Regions from separate parts of the Arabidopsis thaliana genome. Here region 1 is linked to region 2. The links are chromatin contacts, called in public targeted proximity ligation maps. All regions are on one chromosome and are shown on one strand. The core of a region is the stretch at or near the end of the contact, and the rest is flanking DNA. Distances in the headings are between cores, read along the strand shown. Region 1 holds the start of AT1G11390 (Protein kinase superfamily protein). Region 2 holds the start of MLO2 (Seven transmembrane MLO family protein).

The links.
Region 1: a contact with region 2 is called in a targeted proximity ligation map of shoot, with 15 read pairs. A contact is called at or near these places in 8 of 26 Hi-C or Micro-C datasets (flower, leaf, root and 3 more) and 1 of 2 datasets of targeted methods (shoot).

Annotation. Positions count from the first base shown.
Region 1 is chr1:3,835,319-3,839,682 of TAIR10.1, reverse strand. It overlaps AT1G11390 (Protein kinase superfamily protein), which reads left to right and starts at 2,007. Exons shown (of 5, transcript NM_101012.5): 1 at 2,007-2,385; 2 at 2,607-3,933; 3 at 4,014-4,277. The coding sequence starts at 2,378. PYM (partner of Y14-MAGO) reads right to left here and starts at 1,934. Exons shown (of 6, transcript NM_001331983.1): 1 at 1,696-1,934; 2 at 724-975; 3 at 343-456; 4 at 73-261. The coding sequence starts at 906.
Region 2 is chr1:3,802,198-3,806,577 of TAIR10.1, reverse strand. MLO2 (Seven transmembrane MLO family protein) reads left to right here and starts at 2,345. Exons shown (of 14, transcript NM_101004.4): 1 at 2,345-2,830; 2 at 3,019-3,076; 3 at 3,192-3,457; 4 at 3,551-3,667; 5 at 3,761-3,821; 6 at 3,892-4,055; 7 at 4,139-4,233; 8 at 4,320-4,369. The coding sequence starts at 2,708.

The DNA.
Region 1 (4,364 bases), core at 758-3,257, 33 kb before region 2:
TATATCTTCAAAGCCAAAGGTTCTCGAATGTCTTATTTTAATTAAAGCAACTGAGAAAGATGGAAATCTTACTTTCTTCTTAAGTGCGCGGATTCTTTTCTCTACGTCTTCTCCTGTGGTTCCTGGATTAGGTGCTCCCCCACATACATCATTATTTGACGAAACGTCCAAAGCCTCCATTTCAGAAGCCAATACATTCACCGATTGGGATCCATTACTAGCTGATCCATCCTCAGAGCTGTTAGCTTTTTCTGCAGTAGCCTGCAGAGGTGATAATTAGAAAGCATGTTCCATTAACCGAAGACCAAGCTAGTAGCATATGAATTGAGTTGAAACACATACCTGTAATCGCTTCTCTTTTTTACGTTCGTTCCTCTTAGCAGCTTTAGTCTTTGGTTTAGGAGCTGGATCAGGTTCATAACCTGGAGGCCCTTGTGAGGCCATCTCCTTCTTCATCTATTACAAATGAAATACAAATTAGAAAAAAGATATGTTCTATCTACATTTTTGCCCTTATTCAAACCAAGATAGAAGAGCAAAAATTTGGTAACAATTTCTGTTGAGCACTCGAACAAAGAACATAAGGGTGGTACAAATAATGAAAGCAGGCTATCCACAACCAGTACTGACTACTGAGAAAAATCAAATTTAAACGATTCATTTCCACGAGAAACAATGAGTCCAAGAACAGAATAGAGTGTTGAGGGAATAAGGATTCCATACCAGAGAACCTTTGGACTGATATTTGACAACTTCATCTTCTGGAGTATATCCAGGTCGAATCCGAATGGGTTTCCGGAGAGTACCATCAGGTCTACGTGTGGGCTCCAGAATCCTCTCACCTTCTTTAAGATTTTTGCTCAGTTCCGCCATTCGCTTTCCTTGTTCTCCGCTTCTGCTTCCCATCTGAGTCCTTCAACTTTTCAATCACCCTTGTCACTTCTCTTGTTCCTCAGCTATCAAGTATACTGTTTTCTGTATCAAATTTACAGGGTTCATTAAACAATTCATGGAGTTAAACATTTAGACAGGAAAAGGAATCTAGTTTTGGTTTAACGGTGAGTTACAACAGTTTGTTAGAAGAAGCTAAATGCACAACAGTGTAGTTCACACATTATAAAGCTTTCTAAACTCTGAAACATGTAAGCTCGTGTATCAAGAATGAGTATACAAGTTATAGCAGATATTCAAAAGATCACACAACTCAGTAGCAAACATCTGATCAACAATTCAAATTCAACTTAAAAATTGTTTAGTGAGCTGTAAGCATTAGCAACCACAAAAGAAATTCGCCATATCAAACACCACTTCCTATAACCACACAACAATCAGTTATTTCAAAACCATGCAATACAAAGTCCCAGCTCATTTTTCTGTTTTCTTATCATCAAAGTATAAACCTTTGGTGATAGAATTCCTTTGGCTGCATTTAATAACCTCACAAGCAAAATCTTCATTACAGATCCTAAAACCAAACATAACCAAAAAGACAAACTTTCCAGATTCCAGTTTCAATCAACCTTAAAGCTCAATTCAATTTCCTCTAATTTCGTCTCGTTGCTGTTAACAAAAACCGAGAACACACCAAATTTAGTTAACCTATTTTTTTTGCCGGCGGCCAGAGCTCCCTACACCTCGGCCAATCATACAGAGATATGAGAGAGAGGAAAGAGAAGAAAAAAAAAGAAAGCTGACCTACGGAGATGGTGGCTATTCTCCGTCGCCGGAGAGCCCAAATCCGGTGAAACGAAACCGGTAAATATTGGATGGAAAAGATGTTTTTATGTCGACCGTGACCTGACACCCTAAGGAATGGGATCGAGACAGCTTAATGTGGTTTAACTATGTTTTGTGTATTCTGTTTCTTCTTCTTTCTAAAGTATAAAATTAAAAAGATATGTGGACCAATCAAAATCAAAATTAGACAAGTTAATAAATACTTAGGGAGACAAAATAAAAAACTTTGGAATGAACATTTTAATTTTGACGACAAGCTGTCTTTTAGACCGACATTAAGGCTTTTTATGTTCACATCATTCCTTGGTTTGACAATGTCACACGTCGACTAAATCAAGCGTTAAGCCCACGAGATATCAATTTCCTTTTTTTGGGCCTGTCTCTCTCTCCGAACGAAATCACTGACCTGACCTGATCTCTCTCTCTCTTCCTCCGTCTCTTCTCCGTATCGGCTTTAGGTCTTCTCCGGGAAGAAAGCTTCGAACCCAATTAACGCCGGACGGTAGACTGTGACCGACTAGTCCCCAAAAGCTCAAGTCAATGAGAAAATGCTCCTCAATTTTAACGTTTTAGAGATCCATACCCAACAAGCCCTGTTTTCGCATATTCTTTCCGTTGGTTTCTCACCATCTTCGTCGCTATGTCAAGGTTTGTTTAATCAAACGGGCTTAACCACTTTCGTGGGTCTTTCATGATTTCTGATCGGATTTTTGTTTCCCATTTCCTCGGAGACTCATTTTATCTGTAAAGTTTCGACATTTACGAGTTTCAATGGTTCATACGTCTTAATGTTGATCGGATCCTTCTGTATACTCTCTTAGCTGCTTATTGCTTACTTTCTCATCATTGATTTGTTGTTGTTATTGCAGAGTTTTGATCTCTAAAATCGTTGGAAAGCAAACACAATCTCTTGTCTCGAACCAGAAAGATAGAGTGTCTCAATGGGGAAGCTATAGAACTGCTTTTACAGCTGCTCTAAGGTCGCCTCAGCTCAGAACTTACTCTTCATCTGGTAGGATTCCGAGTAATGTGTATTGTACTTTTGCCTTTAGAGATCTCAAAGGAAGTTTTTTAAGTAATCATCTGTCTCGAAGTTATACTACTGCCCCTGCAAGAAATGTAGTTAGTCATCATGCCCAAATTGCTTGGAGAAGGCTTCATTATAAGTATTCTGAGCGTATTAGTACCATTGCTCAGGCGTTTAGCTTGTCTCTTACCCGTTCGCACTTGTTAATACCTGGGATCGTTGCTGTCACTTGTGGACAAGTAGCATGGGCACAAAGAGCTCCTGGTTCGGGGATAAATCACTATGCTTCAGATAAATCTCTCTATACAAGGGCTAAGAATGGTCCTATCTTTCTGTCTTCGTTATTGTTTTCGGTTATAGAGGGTTTTATCTTGATTGGGAGGGCTTTTTATATAGCTTGTTTGTTTACTCCTACTATTCTGATGGGGCTGGTTGTGGAATCATGTGGGCCTCGTTTTAGGAAAATATGGCTTGAGATGGTCCATCGAACTCTGGAAAGAGCAGGTCCTGCTTTTATCAAATGGGGTCAATGGGCAGCCACGCGACCTGATCTATTCCCCAAGGATTTGTGTTCACAGCTCTCAAAGCTTCACAGTAATGCTCCTGAGCATAGCTTCGCCTACACTAAGAAAACTATCGAGAAGGCATTTGGTCGTAAACTTTCTGAGATATTTGAGGAGTTTGATGAGGTGCCAGTGGCATCTGGGAGTATTGCCCAAGTACATAGAGCTTCTTTAAGGTTTCAGTATCCAGGACAAAAGTCCAAGTCTTCGCTGGTTGCGGTTAAAGTTAGACATCCGGGTGTTGGTGAATCGATTAGGAGAGATTTTGTGATAATTAATTTGGTGGCAAAGATATCGACTTTAATTCCAGCTTTGAAATGGTTGAGATTGGACGAGAGTGTGCAACAGTTTGGTGTCTTCATGTTGTCTCAAGTTGATCTCGCGAGGGAAGCTTCACATTTGAGTCGGTTCATATATAACTTCCGTAGATGGAAGGATGTCTCTTTCCCTAAACCTGTGTATCCTCTTGTACATCCTGCTGTTTTGGTGGAGACATATGAGCATGGAGAAAGTGTGGCACGTTATGTTGATGGAATGGAAGGACATGAATGGATTAAGACTAGATTGGCTCACATCGGGACCCATGCCCTCTTGAAGATGCTCTTGGTATTAACCTCTTTGTATCTTTTGTATAACTGATATACGCTTCATCAATGCTCTTAATCTCAAGTGAATTGTTACTTCAGGTTGATAACTTTATTCACGCTGACATGCATCCGGGAAATATCCTTGTCCGGAAAAAGGCTTCCCGTGGAGGCCTTTTCAAAACGAAGAAGCCTCACATTGTTTTCCTTGATGTGGGAATGACTGCAGAACTTGCAAAGAATGACCGAGAGAACTTACTTGACTTTTTCAAGGCGGTTGCGCGTAGAGATGGCCGGACTGCTGCTGAACGAACACTTAAATTATCAAGAAAGCAGAATTGTCCCAATCCAGAGGCTTTTATCGAGGTAATACTATCTTTGCTCTAAGGTTCTTTGTACCTCGGAAAAACAGTTTGAGTTGTCAAATATATGGAAGATATCTTTCAAAGTTCT
Region 2 (4,380 bases), core at 1,096-3,595:
ATAAGTACGTGTAAAACTCGTAAAAGACTCACACAATTAGAGTAAACTATTAGGACAAGTTAAGAAACAAAGTCTAAAACAATCTGAAACGTAACATGCTACAAAACGATAGAAAATATGATGTCTTTCTTGTGACAATAGAAAAGATGACGTCAAATTTTCCTTTCGTTTTTTTATTGTTAGCCCGTTCCGTTATAAAGAGTGGAGGATATATTTGTCTCTAGCCCATTGGACAAAACGTTCATTGAGAAAAATACCATATAAGATACATTTTTTATGGATTATATGGAAATTAAGATGCATGAAAAGGAAATTAAGATGCCTCACATTATTTCCACCATCTAGTCATTTATGTCGTCTTAGATTCTTTTATAAATCATATTCATATGTGACTAACACGTCTTCACATTCTCATTTGATCATGTTGCTTAAAACAAATATCTCATCAACCACATAAGCAATAAATGTTTTTAGTTTTTGTTTGATTCAGTTCATTAATATATAATTACATGTCCATCTTAAGCGTTCCGTTAATTATCACATTTTTAAACTCTATGTGATTAGTTGCAGTTTGCAACTTGGTTTGTCAATTAACAATAATGTATAATTTACATATCTGTTTTTTTTGCGATTTTTTTTTTTTTTACATATATGTATGCCTCAGCATGCATTGTTATTTGTTGACTCTTTGAACTTAAGTTGTGTCCAATTGTGTCAGTCATAAATATGAACACGTGTTAAATATTATAGAGAAAGATTTGAGTTTTTACAATCTTATAATCCACTCTCCATAGTTTATATATGTACATGCACGATCAGTTTTAACTAATAATCATAAACATATATGTACATGTACAATCAATCTCATATGCAATCAAAGTAAATATAAATTAAAAAAAATGTATATATGGATCTCGTTTAGTTTAAATTCTAAACGTATATTGTCGAAGGAGAAAAACTATAATTTTGTTTGTGTATATTGATTGATTCTTCAGTAATTTCTTCAACTATTCTGATATATATATATATATATATATATATATATATCTACTTGCAATCATAGTTTAAAGATGTTATTTCTGTTAGATGTTTAATCTTGTTTTTTTCTGTCAGTAGTCTTTAATCACGTGCCAAGTAAGCAAAACACTCTCATTATTTTAAAGAATGTTGATTAAATAAACATTCGATGGGCGATGGCTATTGGAAACTGGAAAGTCAGCTAAATACAACAATTTTCCACTTAACATTCTAATTATCTAACTATTAATTATTAATCATTGCTGCATGCCTCTGTTCAACTGTACAGGCTGTTTTCGAATATTTTGTAGAGTACAACTTATCAAAAAATCCCAAACTCTTTTATCTGACAATAATATTTTAAGATATAAGAAATAGTCATAGTATCATATTTTTCAAACTATACAATTTTTATAATTTCATTAAAAGGCAAAATAAAAACCAGGTTACGTAATTAATTTAATAGTCAAATGTTTGCTACAATAATATATTTACAATTCTAGTTACATCTAAGTGTAATAAAATTACAATTCCATTATAGATAGTATAATGGATGATAAAACTTTTGTACAGTTGATAGTAAGAAAATTTAATAAAATATAGGATATTAACAAGAAAAAAAAAACAAAAAAAAAAAAACACGTTAATGGGTAAACTTCGAAACTGAAATTTTTGTAGAAAAAAACAATCACATCATCAATGTATCTTTCAAAATAATGTTTTGACAACTTATCAGTCACTTTTAATTGGGTGTGTTAGAAATAGAGGTACAGTTTAAAGTTTTTATTAGGTTTTGGGTGGTAAGGTGTGTTAGAAATCAGTTTATTTTTTAATCAGTCATTGGTGGTGGTGGAAAATATCATTTTCAAATTTCAAGTAGCAATTATGGGTGAAATTTCTTGTATAAATTTCAAGTAGCAATTAATATATCTTTTTTTATATATAGAAAATTTACATTTTGGTAAAAATTTAAATTAAAAAAAGGAGCATGGTTATATCTTGAATCTTGGTATCTACGAGCATATTATTTAGATATAACAAACAAGTTGGGAATAGACAAAACAAAATGACGAACTTTCCAACGAAAGATCCCATTATAGTAATGTTATTCTTATTTATACTTATACAATCTCTAGTGGCTTCCAAAGTACACAAAATGGGAGTATTATACCAACAAAAATAAACGACTAATGAATCAAAAAATTCAAAATTTGCTTTATTTTATTCTGAAAATCTAACGAGCTGAAACCAAAATGTTATAGATTTAAAATAGAAACAAAACACCGATGATTGACCCAATAAAAAGCAAAATAAAGTAGACCAAAAAGAATAATGGTTATGCTGATAATTGAGGAGTCGTCGTCACTCGTCACATGAGAGGAACAACAAGAAAAGTCAAAACGTTGAAGCTTTCTCGAATAACGCCTTCTTTAGTTTACAGTCTCTCGTTGCGGGTCTTATCTTCTTCTTCTTCTTCCCTCTTTCGTCTGCTCTATATTATGACCAGATTCAAAATTGCGTAGCGTACTAATTCAATATAGAGAGAAGTTAGATCAAAAGAAGAACACGAAACTCTGACTGTGTCTCTCTTTCTCTTCGTGTGTTTCTATATTTATATATAAAAAGACAAGATCTCTGGTCTGGAATTAGAAGAATCTTATTTGGGGTTTTTTCTTAGGATTAAGCTCTAATGGCAGATCAAGTAAAAGAGCGGACTTTAGAGGAGACCTCTACGTGGGCAGTTGCTGTTGTTTGCTTTGTCTTACTCTTTATTTCGATTGTCCTCGAACATTCTATTCACAAAATTGGAACCGTAAGTCTCTTTATATTTCTCCTTATTTCAAGATTCCCCTGTTTCTTGCTCTGCTTTCTGCTCTGTTTCTTTAATTACTGCTCTGTTTTTTTGGATTTGTTTAGTTCTTCTCCTATCACTATCAACACTACTAAATCTGTGAGAATAACGAAAATATCTGATCATTCCTTTTTTTGTGCCTTAAACAGTGGTTTAAAAAGAAGCACAAGCAGGCTCTTTTTGAAGCTCTTGAAAAGGTCAAAGCAGGTAACTATCTTTTTCTACTTAACTTGATCCATTATCAACAAGCTTCTTATCTTTTTCTACTTAACTTCATCCATTAACAAGCTCCTGATTTTGTTTTCTACGTAACTTCATTCAGAGCTTATGCTGTTGGGATTCATATCACTACTACTCACAATTGGACAAACACCAATCTCAAATATCTGCATCTCCCAGAAAGTTGCGTCAACAATGCACCCTTGCAGTGCTGCTGAAGAAGCTAAAAAATACGGCAAGAAAGACGCCGGAAAGAAAGATGATGGAGATGGAGATAAACCCGGTCGAAGACTTCTTCTTGAGTTAGCTGAATCTTATATCCATAGAAGAAGTTTAGCCACCAAAGGCTATGACAAATGTGCAGAGAAGGTAACTAATAATCTCCCTTCTCTCTCTATATAAAAATCATTCTCTGCTTGTTAAACCGATGGAATTTTGATTTCTATTGATGGATTTACTCAGGGGAAAGTGGCTTTTGTATCTGCTTATGGAATCCACCAGCTGCATATATTCATCTTCGTGCTCGCGGTTGTTCATGTTGTTTACTGCATTGTTACTTATGCTTTCGGAAAGATCAAGGTAACTAACATTTCTTGTGACTTACGCAGTTGTTAAGGCGAGAAAAAGAGTGTATGCAAAAGATTTTTATACTTGTTTTCTTGAGTATTGCAGATGAGGACGTGGAAGTCGTGGGAGGAAGAGACAAAGACAATAGAGTATCAGTATTCCAACGGTATGTAAATATGTGAGTATTCGACGAAACTTAAAGACCTGAATGGGAATGAATTAGTCTTGTTATGCAGATCCTGAGAGGTTCAGGTTTGCGAGGGACACATCTTTTGGGAGAAGACATCTCAATTTCTGGAGCAAGACGAGAGTCACACTATGGATTGTTTGTTTTTTTAGACAGTTCTTTGGATCTGTCACCAAAGTTGATTACTTAGCACTAAGACATGGTTTCATCATGGTATGGAATTTATTCTTTTTATCTATTGTTCATTATAACATGTATCTCTCAAAGACAATGATCTAACATTCTACATATTTCAGGCGCATTTTGCTCCCGGTAACGAATCAAGATTCGATTTCCGCAAGTATATTCAGAGATCATTAGAGAAAGACTTCAAAACCGTTGTTGAAATCAGGTTTGGATCTAATAATGATTGCTTTATAAAGTCTGAGCAAAGCCAATTTGGATATTTTATCTTAAATCTCTGCCAACTTTATGCAGTCCGGTTATCTGGTTTGTCGCTGTGCTATTCCTCTTGACCAATTCATATGGTAACGTTCAT